3 separate regions of the Sus scrofa genome follow, and regions 2 and 3 are each linked to region 1. Evidence: chromatin contacts called from public Hi-C data. All regions are on one chromosome and are shown on one strand. Each heading gives the region's core, a stretch centred on a gene start, on an enhancer-like site or on the middle of the called end of the contact. The rest is flanking DNA. Distances are from core to core; before and after follow the strand shown.

Region 1 (3,943 bases), core at 943-3,442:
CTCCTTGGAACAACTTCTCCAAAAAAAATCTGAGTCCTCATTTTACAACGTGAGAGACTCTGGCTCAGAAAAGCAAAGCAACTTGTCCAAGTTTCCCAGCCATCAGTTACTGAGAGAGAGTTCTCACCAGGTGCGGGTCTGGCTCTGAACTCAGCAGTCTTTCCCCTGCCACACGTGGCTCTCTCCCTCCTCCACCGTCAAGCTTCAGCTCCTCCCACTCAGGTGGAAAGAGTAGGTCTCCTTATCAACAACTGAAAGGGCTGGCGAATTAATTTGACACTTGAAAGATTTGCATCTGGAAGTGCGCTTCTTTCCCTCTGAGATGATAATCACTTTCTCTAAGGGCAAGTATTTATTTTAAGGCTCTGGCAAGTGTGCTGGAGACCCTAGGAGAACCAGGACATTCTGCCTGTGCCCTTTCCCCAGGTCCCAGGCTATGGAGGTAATGTGGTGGGAGACAGGTGGTTCCCCACTAACATTACTCTTGAGAATCTTTGGGAAGGTCCTTTGGGGCTTGATAGGGGGTAGGAAGCAAGTAGCAGAGGGCTCAGAAATCCAAGCAAGTCTGATACTTAATGATATTCTAGATTTTCAAAAGACAAATTCTTGGGGCTAAGCGTTTACTTAACTCTTCAATTAAGTGACACGGTGACAAAGAACTGAACCAGACCACCCGGGTCAGAAACAGGAAAAAAAATCACCTGAAGTGGCAACTGCAATTTTAGGTTTCTATGAGCTGCCTGTATTTTGTTTTGTGGTGGGACTTTTTGTTTTTCTTCTTTCTCTCTCTCTCTCCCTTGTTCTCCACTCTCTACTTGTTTAAGGGAGGAGTAGGAGTTATAAGAACCTTCAAAATTTACCCCCAAATCAGCCACACTAGTGAGATTCAATAAAGCACCATGATATACTTTTTACATAATATTCATACCAATTTTCTCAAGGGCTACAGAGTTTTCTCAGTTTCTATTGGAATCCATTTATCTCTCTCACCATTCCAATGAAGCAGTTTTTTTTTTTTTAATCCCTCAAAATCCCCAGGATTTTGTACCTTTAAATGATACCGCCCAGTAACATTAATATTGCTTTAAGTGTAAAAAGCTGTTCAGAGCTCCAAACAGTCACTGGTCCAGTTTGGACATGTCTTCTTAAAAGACCATCCACTCCGAAGAATAAATAGTAAGAGCCAGCATTTACTGAGTATTTAGCACCGTCCTCAGTGTTTTTCAGCATTGGCTCATTTAATTCTCAAAACAACGCTATCAGGCAGGTAAAAGCATTGCCCTCACTTTACAGATTAGAAGAGTCAGGCCCTGCCTAAGAGACAGGCAGAGGCCACAGTTAATGATTCACTCACAGCCCTTTTAGTGGAGGCTGCAACACACACACACACACACACACACACCCCTACACACATCCCCACCCCCCAGCCCCCACACAAACTCTCATGGTCTCATCGAGAGGCGGGTGTCCTGCAAATTGCTTGGCAACGCGAGGAGGAAACTCCATCCAAAGCCCGGGTCCGCTGGGTCCAAGACGCCTCTGGGCGCTGTCCAGCGGGCAGCGCGCCTGAGAGGCGAGGCTGGGGTCCTGTCTCCGAACACCCCGAAGGTGGGGCAGAACGCCAAAGCCGGGATTTCAGGCTCAGAGCGTGGAGGAGAAAAGCACGGTCCGCAGGGACACCTGTTGTCGCCTCCCTACTTGGGCCAATGAAGACGGCCGGGGACCCAGCTCTCAGGGAAGACACCCATAGGCAGAGTCTGTGTAAGGGTGCGGGTGTCGCAGGTGTCTTGTCTTCCCCAATCCACCCCCGCCGCCTCACCTAGCTCCCTCTCACACCCGGACGCCGGGGGCTGGTGGAAACGCGTCTCCCGGGGGCTCCGGCCGAGGCTAGCCCCGGGGCTCTGGGGGCTCTGGCAGCACCCGCGGCGCTAGGACCTAGCGGCCGGCCCGACCCCCGCCCGCTCCACCTGCGGGGCCCCGCTCCCAGGGCACGCTCGCCCTCCCCCTGTGGGGCGCCGGCGAGGTTACCTGAGACGCGGCCCGCTGTTTCCCGAGCGTCGGCTGGAAGGTCGCCGCGGCAGAGCGAGCTGGGCTGGTCCGAGGCTCCCCGTCCGCTGCGCTGCTGTAGCCGCGCTCCTGGCAGCCCCGCGCCGGCTCGGGAGTCGGAGCTTGCTCTGCGCCCGCGGACTCCCGGCACCGTTCCAGCCGTTCCTGATTGGTCGCAGATCACGCCCGAGCCGCGCCCTGATTGGGCAGCAGGAAGCCTGGGCGGTGAGGCGGGGCGGGAGCCGACAGGACCTGCTCTGGACAACCCTGCACCGCACCCTCGTGTCCCTGCTGAACCCCGAGGTCGGAATCCAGACGCTGAGACCGGGATCTGCTCCTCCGCGCGAGTGGAGTCCAGCACCCAGCGGGGCGCAAAGCGTCGCTGCGAGTAGCACGGCAATGGCAGGGAGTGGGGATCGTCTGGGAGTCTCTCCCACACCCGGTGCCAAGCTGGATCGTGGAAATCATTGCTTCTCCCGTCTCACTCCTACGTAGGGTTTTGACTTCACGTTCATTTAATATTTTTACTATAAAAAGGGCGTAGGACACAGGGCAGTGGCTTGTAAACAGTGGGCGCCAAATTGTATTTGTAGACTCAGATAGTACTTGACACACGATCTTTTGTGGTCCAACCAAAACTTGCAAAGGGTAAGCGACTTATCCAAAGTCCTAATCACGTTAATAAATTATTAAGAACGAGAAAGACGGCAAGTGTTGTTTTATGAGGAATTTATGCCTAACTAGGGAGATAAGGCTGAATAACAACAATATTAATAACCCTAATGTTTTCATGGCGCGTAATATTTACCAGTTTTCCAAGTACTTTGCATGTATTAATTCGGGAACACAGGAAACAGCTGTCATAAGGATACCCACGTGTCCCGTGTGGACGCGTGGTGTCAGCTCTGAATATGGAGATTTTCTCCTGGAAGACACACTCAGTCTCTTCACATTGTGAAGGAGGGGCACAGGTTAGAATGGAGAGGGATTGTGGGGAATTAAAATTGATCCCATCTTCCATTTCTTCTTCCATTTCATAGTCTTTAGGCCTCCCAACATTTTCTCTCACCTGCACGGAATCTTTCTAAGGAATAAAAGCAAGCACCATAAATTAGGATGCCCCTAGGACTTTGTTCTACCACTCATAAAAAGACCCCCCCCCAAAAAAAATCCAGACAATGAGTAGGAAAAAAACAGTACAGATTCTATTTTAGGACCTTTGACTTAGGTTGCAGTAATGTCTTCTTGACAGCAAGTATGCAACCGGGTTCCTACAGGTGTTTCCCCCTAGTTCTACTGTCCTTTGTTGACAGAACCATGAGTGAGAAATTTAGTTTGGTAGAGAAGTTAAAAGACCCTACTGACGCATTTTAAACAGCCTGGTTTTTGCCCTAGAGTGAGCTTAAAGTCATCTGCTTTGAGGAACCAAAGACCCCAGGAGAAAAGTAGCTCAGATTTCTCCAGTTGATATCGATGGACAACTAACCAATTCACTTTGTACTGAAAAGATATACTTGGCACCTGGTAAAAACATGAGGGCACAACAGATTCTTTGCTGTTCTGCTTCTTGTGTTGTGTTTCTTCCCTAGCAACTTCTACTTCACACTCAAGACTCAATTCAAATACCCCCTCCTTCCTGAGGCCCTCACTAACTCCCCCAGACAAAGGTAGTGATCCCCTCCCCTGTGCTAGACCCTCATTACAGCATTCCAGTTTACATGGCCATCAGCCCATAGGTATTCAATAAACATAAACTGATTGACTAAAATCCCTGATGGCTTAACAGAGTGTTGTTAAGGAGACTGGGCCACATCCCTATCCTGGTCAAAAGCGCATCCTCTGTTTCAAACAGGATAGACATTAGTGTGGGTCAAAGTGATCATCCATCCAGCTCAAC
Region 2 (3,943 bases), core at 717-3,216, 180 kb before region 1:
CCTCTACAGCTAACAGGTAATGCCTAAAGCTTTTCAAAAACAAACAAAAAACAAAAAAAAATAATGCATGCATCTTCTCAATACAGGAACAATTAAGACATCTAAGCTAAAATTCTCTTTAAAAACAAAACACAAAATAAAAAGGGACAGCAATTCTATTTTCCCCTAACAAAGGTTAAGTCCCAGCTGCTGCATCAAAACAAAAACTTAGGGCTCCTAAAGCAGCCCCGATTGGGTATGAAATTAGAGTACGAAAGGACTTGGAAATAAATTGAGCTCTACACACGCCTGCCTCTCGCCTCGAGAGCACGCACCTCCCAGCCCCGCTCTCAGCAGCTCTCACTATTTAAAGCCGGATCTGGTGTTTAAATGGAGAGGCGGTGACGTAGGCCTGAAAAGCACCTTCCCATCCTGGCAGAGTCTATATTAGAGAGCGGCAATGGCTCTATATAAACAGGGCAGCCAAAGGGAGGAGGACCACAAGGCTCAGGGACTGAAAGGCAGGGTAAGCGGCCGCAGCCATGATGGATCGACCCGAGTCGTCAACGGTACGGAGTCGGGCGGCCGCGGGCTTGTCTGCATTTGGGACCGGGCAAAAACGTGTTTTATTGTCACAATAAAAATAAGAGAGTGGGGTGGACTAGTGATCACATTGCGTTGGTGACTGAAAAGGTTATTTATGTGACTGCTTTTTGCAAACCTACGTGATCGCAAGTAAGAAAAAAGGGACAAACGGTGAGAAGTAGGCAAATTTCGAGGCGAAAGTGGGGGCACTTTGACCACTGTAAGCTTTGTTTGTTTTGGTGTTTTTGCTAGTCGAAGATACGATGGGGGGGGTTGCTTCCCCTTCGCCATTTTACCGATTCGGAAGGAACCGAGATAAGTGCTTTTCAACCTTCGTCCTTTTTTTTTTTTTTTTTTCTTAAACGTAAAATGGCCCCAGTGAAGCCTCCTAAGCACAACCCGCCACAACACCCAAAGTAACCCCCAAGTAGCCATTAGCCTTCCACTGCGTTAAAGTGGATCGCGGTGGGTCTTGGGGATTCGCCCAGTTCCCAAGACACGGTTTTTGTTTTGAGGCTGCTCGGAGAGCCCTTCTCCAGCCAGCGCGGCAGGACCCGCTTCGGGGAGGAAGCGGAGGCTCCCCTCCCGCCCTCCCTCCTGGCGGATGGGGTCTGGGGCCAGGGCCGCGCGCTCATCCCGGCCTCAACCGCCTCAGCGGCCCGGACCGCCCCGCGGCAGTTCCAGGCCCCGCCGGCACCCCCGCCCTCCCTGCCGCCGCGGCCCCGAGCCCTCGGCACCCCCCCGCGCCCGCCGCCCCGCGCCCCGGCCCGCTCCGCCCGAGGCGGGAAGCGGCGGCGGCAGCGGCGGCAGCCGCGCGGGCAGCTGAGAGTTGAGGCCGGGAGTCGCCGCCGTCCCCGCCCCCGCCCGGTCCGGCCGTTGCTGCCGCCTGAACGAAGCCCCCGCCGGCCACCGAACCACGTCCTTACCACGGTGTTTGTATTTGCCGAGTTCGCCATTTCCACACACAACACAAACAAGAGGGGGGCAAGCCCCGAGAAAACAAGATAAAAACAAAACGAAAAAAAAAAAAAAAAACACCCAGAGGGTGACCCAAGCCACCGCAAAATTGGGGGGGGAATTTTAAACAAAATCGGATCCTGCTGGATTAGAGGGGATCGGCGAGGGGAGGAAGAGGAGGGGGCAGTCCTCCCGGAGCTAAAAACTCGAGGATCGCCCTTAAAAAAAAAAAGGGCACGACCCTTCTGGGGTTTGGGGGGCGTTGCCCGCTCCCCACCCCGCGCCAAGGAGGGAAACCACCACTGGTCGCCGCTCCCCGCGCCGCCGCTGCCGCCACCGGCTGCAGCTCCAGCCGTCCGGTCCGCCCGCTTCTCCCTTTATATAGTGAGCCAACGAGCTGCGCGAGCCGCCGCTGCCGCCGCTGCCGCCGAGAGACAGGGCGGAGGGGGAGGGAGGGGCGGAAAGGGCGGGGGCAGAGGTGGGCGGGGCTGAGCGCAAGACACCGCGAGAGCCGCGTGCGCAGGCGCGCCGGGGCGGAGGCCGCCGCGAGCCGCGTCGTCACGCTCAGGGGAGGGTGTTGTGTGGGCGGGACCCGGGGACTTAAGTAGGGAAGTCCGACCGCGGTCTCCCCAAATGTCGCGTGATCACGTGGTCGGCAACCAGGCGGAAGTCTCCGGCTGCTGTTTTGGGATGAAGAACTTGCAAAGCTCTGTTGGAGAAAAGCGTGAGTTGTGGCGACGCTCGAGTCGAAACCTAGCTGATTCCGCCTCCTGTCGGGAGATTCTGAGCTGTCCCACGCTGGAGGGGCTAGGAAATGTAGGAGCTCTGGCGGCTGCCCCGCTAGGCATGGCTGTGGAAAAGGGCGGGTCACGTGGCCCGGCTTCCGGCAAAAGTTTTAAGTGCGGAGTCATCTCCGAGCGTGAGCTAAGGTCAGACTCCTAGTTGCTGAAGCGTTAGCACGCCTTGCTGAGGGTGGGCCTTTCGCTTGCAAAATTGTGTATGAGTTCCTGAAAGGGAACTGATTTGGTTCCCCTCTTACTACATTCAACAATTATTACATATTATTACATTCCACAATTAATAATCCCTGAAGCCAGCAGAGTTGTCTGTCTCCATCAGTACAACTACAAAGTCTCTTTAAATTTCCGTTCCCCAGAGTCCCGGCCTCTCCAAGCCCACTTACTTCAAATAACTTCTCAAGGTGGTAGAAATGTTAAAACTAACCCCCCAAAAAAGGTCACCACCTGGATTATGACCGCACAACTTTTCCTGGTTTTTTTTTTTTTTAAATGTTGCAAAAATTCAGTGATTCCATATGTTCAGCACGTGCTAACATCTTGAATACTTGCCCTTGACCCATCAACTCTCATGGCTGCAAGAGAGCAGGTAGAAAATGGCCATGTATTCAAGGGCAACTCAGTAGGCGTTTGACCTGCTCTGCCCAAGCTAATCCCGCCTTTATATCAGCATTTCACGCAAAACGGAATACTCTGTTTAGAAGACAGAACTCAACAGTTCCTAATTTTCTTGTCCCTAGGAATTGCGAGTGACATGGAATGCAGTCTGGACAAGTGAGGGAGTTGATCCTCAAAAAGCAAAGCAAAACAAAATGTCAAACTTATGCTCCTGAAAGAAGATTTGAGAAAGATCAGTTGCTTTTCAGTTCCCTGCACAGTGGCCTCTTTGGGAACACTGAAAGAGATAAGACCATAGGAAATCATATTGTCCTATACTATTATATAAAATTATGATTCCATCACCATTTGTAATTCATGTAATATTCAAGTGACCATTGGCCCGAAAAGTTAAATTAACCCATGTCTTTAATTTCTTACCATTTTAAGAGGACTTTTTACCTCCTTATTTAAGTAGTACTGTTTGTACATGGAATCCCTCACCTTTCACCTCTTTTTCTTCCCTATCACTTAGTATTCTTAACTAAATTGATCAAGTGTTTTGACATCAGTTAAAACTAGGATCACTGCAAACAGGACATGGGGTAGAATATATGAGATTTACTTCCCTCAGAAATATTCCTAAAGAGAATAAGGACAGGTATTCTCTGATTGGGTCTGACCTATGAAATAATTGAATATAGTTCTTGAATTTAAAAGGGGAAAAAACCTATTTATGACCTCCATTTAAGACCTTCAGACTCCTTGGAGGCTCTGCATCAGCTTCTCTTTACACACTCTAATTTGCAACAATACCTTGATTAAAGTTTTCCCAAATGTCTTCTCTTCACCCCACAGTATGACTACCAAGTAAACCATCATGGATTACATTCCAGTTTATTGTTTTACAATCTTCATTTAGCTATAGGATTTCTTCAGTTGGGATACGTTTGTGTCAGCCAGTTTAGTTTCAGAAAAAGACATTTTCTGATCTTTCACCAAAATGGTGGGTCTGAATAATTTGGAGG
Region 3 (3,943 bases), core at 442-2,941, 150 kb before region 1:
TTGCTTCTGTGAGGCTTTACTTGACTTATGAGGTAGAGTTAGGTGCTTCCCGTGTGTAAACTTCCAGTGTACCCTGTACACTCGCCCAGCTCCACAGGCTTCAGAGGACAGGGCAGACCCTTGTTCACTATCGCACCTCAGTAATACAGGCATACAAGTTTTTCAAATGAATGAGATCCTTTGTAATTGGCTGCTAACACTCTATCCCTTTAAAAAGTCTTCAGACTTAAGTATTGTGGTATTTACCGTTCCATATGTATCTTCTGCAAAACATTACAGCTGTATAAACGGATGAAGAAATTAATTATGTCTTGAAAGTGACATACCTCATCTGAAGCCTGTGGTAAATCAGGCAGGGAATCCTTTGAGCTGGGGAGTTTCATAACTAAAGCTGCTTCTCTCAATACCACTTTATGAGGAGGGAAACTGCTCAAGACGGAGTTGACTGGTGTCGTGTTTTAGAAAAGTACTGGAGTTTTTTTGTTTGTTTTTTTTTCTGGCCACAAGATGGAGTATTTGTTCTTTTTGATAGTTTAATGTTTTACATCACACAACTAAGGAAACATTTTAAAAGCAATAAATGACACTATCAATCTAACGATATTATTATGAATAGAAAAGTATTAAACCACTTTTCCAAATCCTTCTTTAGTAATTCCCCATTTTCCATCTTTGGCATTTAATCTCCTATTAAATTTCTCACTCCTCAGGATATAATCACAATTTATGTCAGAACTCTCCAACTTCACTTCCTCCTCCACAGCCCTAATCCTGTTACTATTACAGAAGCTTGCTTGGCTTTTGAGTTTTGCCTTGTTAAAGCCCAGAGACCAGGTCATATGTATCTTAACTTCATTCGGATCCACTTCCTCAATGCCTGTAACTAAAGTATATGCTTCAGGTTAGCACTTTTCTGACACTCCTTCCACTTCCAAGATCACTCTCCTGCATATAAATTATATGACAAATGATGATAATAATCCCTTTACGCCATTACTGTTGTTCATGGTGAATGAAAGACATCATATTCTCCTCTTTCATCAGCCTCTATTTTTCTTTCCAACCTTTCTCTTGCCCACTAGAGAGCTTATTCATTTAACTTGGAGCAGACTCATCCACAGCCATGCATGGTGAACCCCCTCCCTCCAAAGTGGTTGAACACCCTGCACCCTGGGCAGGCATTGCTAAAAGGAATGAGAGGGGGAGGGCACAAGGGTGAACAAAGAGACTGGGAAACATTAGCCAGATGCCTCCCGGGGCTACCTTGTAGCTGTAGTGTGCGGAATAATTGACCCACTTCCTGACATCAGTCTTGTCTTCCACAGAGATGGATCTTACGGCAGCTTTGGAGGCAGAAGTTGTAGGCATGCTGAACTCCACGTTCACGTAATTGGCAAATCTGGAAGGCACTTCCCGGTCAGAGCCAAGTTCAAGGTGGCAGAAGAAACAGTGTGGGTGACCGGAAGCTATAAGAGAAAGACAAAGCATGTAGGGCTCAAATCCTTTGGGGAGGAAGTAGCAGAAGAGCCTCAGTAACAAACAGAGGAGGCTTGGCAGTCTTTAAGAGGGTCCAACGCTGAGCAGAGGATTTGCCTCAGCAGAAAGCACACTGCATGCACCTCAGACCCTTTGATATAATATGATCTGATTACAGTCACCTGGTATCCTAGCAATAAAACCCATGACCTGAGAAACATTTCATTCAGCCTGCTTAGGTCAGAGTGCTTTGTGAACATGGCACATGTACTAAGAAATAGAGGTTGTAGACTGACCAAAAGGAATAAGAGATCAGCACTTAGCACCTAAGAAAACATCAAAGACAGACACCTGGAGCAAAATCATTGATTTCCTTGGAAAGATGAATTGAATTCTCTTAATAGCATGTCTTTTTTTTTCCCCCCCTCCACTTTTTAGGGCCACACCTGTGGCATATGAAAGTTCCCAGGCTAGCAGTCAAATTGGAGTTGTAGCTACTGGCCTATACCACAACCACAGCCATGCCAAATCCTTAACCCACTGAGCGAGGCTAGGGATCAAACCCACATCCTCATGGATACTAGTTGGGTTCATTACTGCTGAGCCACAGTGGGAACTCTGTCATATTTTTTTAAATGCTTTTGGCATGTTTTTTGTATAAATGGTATCTGTAAATGACAGAGCCTTTAGAAACAGCATGTATGCATTGGAGAAGCATATGGAACACTGGCGAGAACACAGACTAACAGGACACCTGGTTTGACTTGCAGCTCTCCTGGGTGATAGGGATCCCACAGCCAAGTCCTTTGTTTTCTCCAGGCCTCAGTTCCTCATCTGGGAGGTGAGGAATTGGTGGTAGGAAAGGGTGTGCTGGACAATGCCAGGCATCGTCCCTTACTGCTGTTTACAGGTCCATGGCTGTTTCTGCTGTATTTGAAAGGCAAAACTTACGGTTTGATTTTCACTTAAGGATTGTTATTAAATTACTTAAGGGAAAAGGGCGCTTAGTTCTGTAACTGTCACCACTGAAGTAGCATCATCGTCATCCACCAGATGTAGCAAGAAGCATTTGTTGAGAACTCTGACCAAGGACTGTGCCAAATACTTCATGCGGAGTCTCTTCGCTGCATCTTTGTAACAGGCCCTTGGAGTCATGATCCGTATACTGTACACATGAGGAAACTAAGGCTTTAGGAGGTCGGGTGAACTGCCCAAGATCATAGCTAGAAAGTGGCAGAACTAAGAATTGGACCCAGCAGTCTGACTCTCAGGTGTCCTTAACTGATTTGTCTCAGTCATAACCTCACAGTCCTCAGACCTCAAGACCAGGTTTGCAGGGTGACAGGGGTGGAGTGAAAGGAAACTGTAAGAACCCCGATAATGCAACTCAAATGCAGATAAACAGCGTGACCCTGACCTCATTATGTAACTGCAACAGCCCTTAAGTTATCTGAGTTTCCCCAAATAATTCCAACTTCCTTTATTGGTCTGGGCAGGACGTTTTAATCTCAGAGAGTGAGGACATACACACCCACTCTCCAAGGAAAACATTTCGGAGTGAAGTATTTATTTTGCTCTGTTTCACAAATGTAACATATTTCAATGATTCTTTCTAAAAGTTGATACTTTGGGAGATTATCAAAGAATTCCACTGTTTTTTAGAAAAGGAATTTAGCATACATGTAATAGTAAAAATTACATTTGAGAATCCGTTCAATTTTTTTTAAACTGTGTACCACAGATGTAATTATATAGCTATCACTTACCAAACAGAGGCTGTGCTAAATACGTAAAGCATTGTTTAATTTCATTCTTAATGAGCTAGGTATTAATAAGTCTGTTTTATTAAAGAGGAAACATTTCTCTGAAAGTTTTAAGTAAATTGCCTGAGGTCGCACAGCCATTAAATTGTAGTACTGGAAATAAAACTCATATCTAACTCCAAATTATGTCCTAGACTCCTCTCATATATTTCTGTAGAGTTAGATCATTAAAAAGAATATAGAGGAGTTTCTTAATTTAGTAGCAACCTGAACAACAGTTTTATCTATTTACCCTTATTTACACATTGTTGGAACATTGAGAAATCATAACTTTCCACAAAACTCACCCCGCTATTGTCACCCCACCAAAGCATACTCACAGCACATACTATGAAAGCAACATTTTTTTTCTTGATTTCCAGCATCAACTGATAGATGTGTAGGGCTGATGGGCAGATAGGGAAATGCAATTTTGAAAGTAATAGAATTTAATTTATGGTAATGAACTAATGAGCTCATGTATTATTTCATCTTTCTTGATAAAGTTGAGAAAATTTAACATTAAAATTCATATTTTTGGAGTTCCTTTGTGGTATAGCAGGTTAAGGATCCTGCTTTGTCACTGCAATAGCTTGGGTCACTGTGGAATGGGTTCAATCCCTGGCTGGAAACTTCCACATGCCACAGGTGTGGCCAAAATAATA

What was found. A called contact is a pair of places that touch in the nucleus more often than the background predicts.
Region 2: a contact with region 1 is called in a Hi-C map of liver, with 2.6 times the contacts expected there. The contact joins the promoter of GTF2A1 here to the promoter of STON2 in region 1. A contact is called at or near these places in 1 of 5 promoter capture datasets (liver), 5 of 47 Hi-C or Micro-C datasets (embryonic fibroblasts, liver, mesenchymal stem cells and 1 more) and 2 of 2 datasets of contacts at active chromatin or transcription factors (alveolar macrophages and skeletal muscle).
Region 3: a Hi-C map of skeletal muscle shows a contact between it and region 1, with 3 times the contacts expected there. The contact joins the enhancer-like site here to the promoter of STON2 in region 1. A contact is called at or near these places in 4 of 5 promoter capture datasets (fetal liver, fetal skeletal muscle, liver and 1 more), 27 of 47 Hi-C or Micro-C datasets (adipose tissue, alveolar macrophages, blood and 15 more) and 2 of 2 datasets of contacts at active chromatin or transcription factors (alveolar macrophages and skeletal muscle).

What each region holds. Positions count from the first base shown.
Region 1 is chr7:104,187,541-104,191,483 of Sscrofa11.1, forward strand. STON2 (stonin-2) reads right to left here and starts at 2,193. Exons shown (of 8, transcript XM_021099580.1): 1 at 2,029-2,193.
Region 2 is chr7:104,007,352-104,011,294 of Sscrofa11.1, forward strand. It overlaps GTF2A1 (transcription initiation factor IIA subunit 1), which reads right to left and starts at 1,967. Exons shown (of 9, transcript XM_021099583.1): 1 at 1,491-1,967. The coding sequence starts at 1,520. LOC110261640 (a long non-coding RNA gene) reads left to right here and starts at 462. Exons shown (of 4, transcript XR_002346024.1): 1 at 462-548.
Region 3 is chr7:104,040,275-104,044,217 of Sscrofa11.1, forward strand. STON2 (stonin-2) reads right to left here. Exons shown (of 8, transcript XM_021099580.1): 7 at 1,264-1,466. Among named protein-coding and RNA genes, the nearest start is that of GTF2A1, 33 kb to the left of the region's middle. Within about 2 kb of position 1,692, at least 6 of the 83 cell types and tissues checked have an H3K27ac peak or open chromatin away from gene starts, as enhancers often do. A contact at or near this core is called in adipose tissue, omental adipose tissue and skeletal muscle, where this site is marked.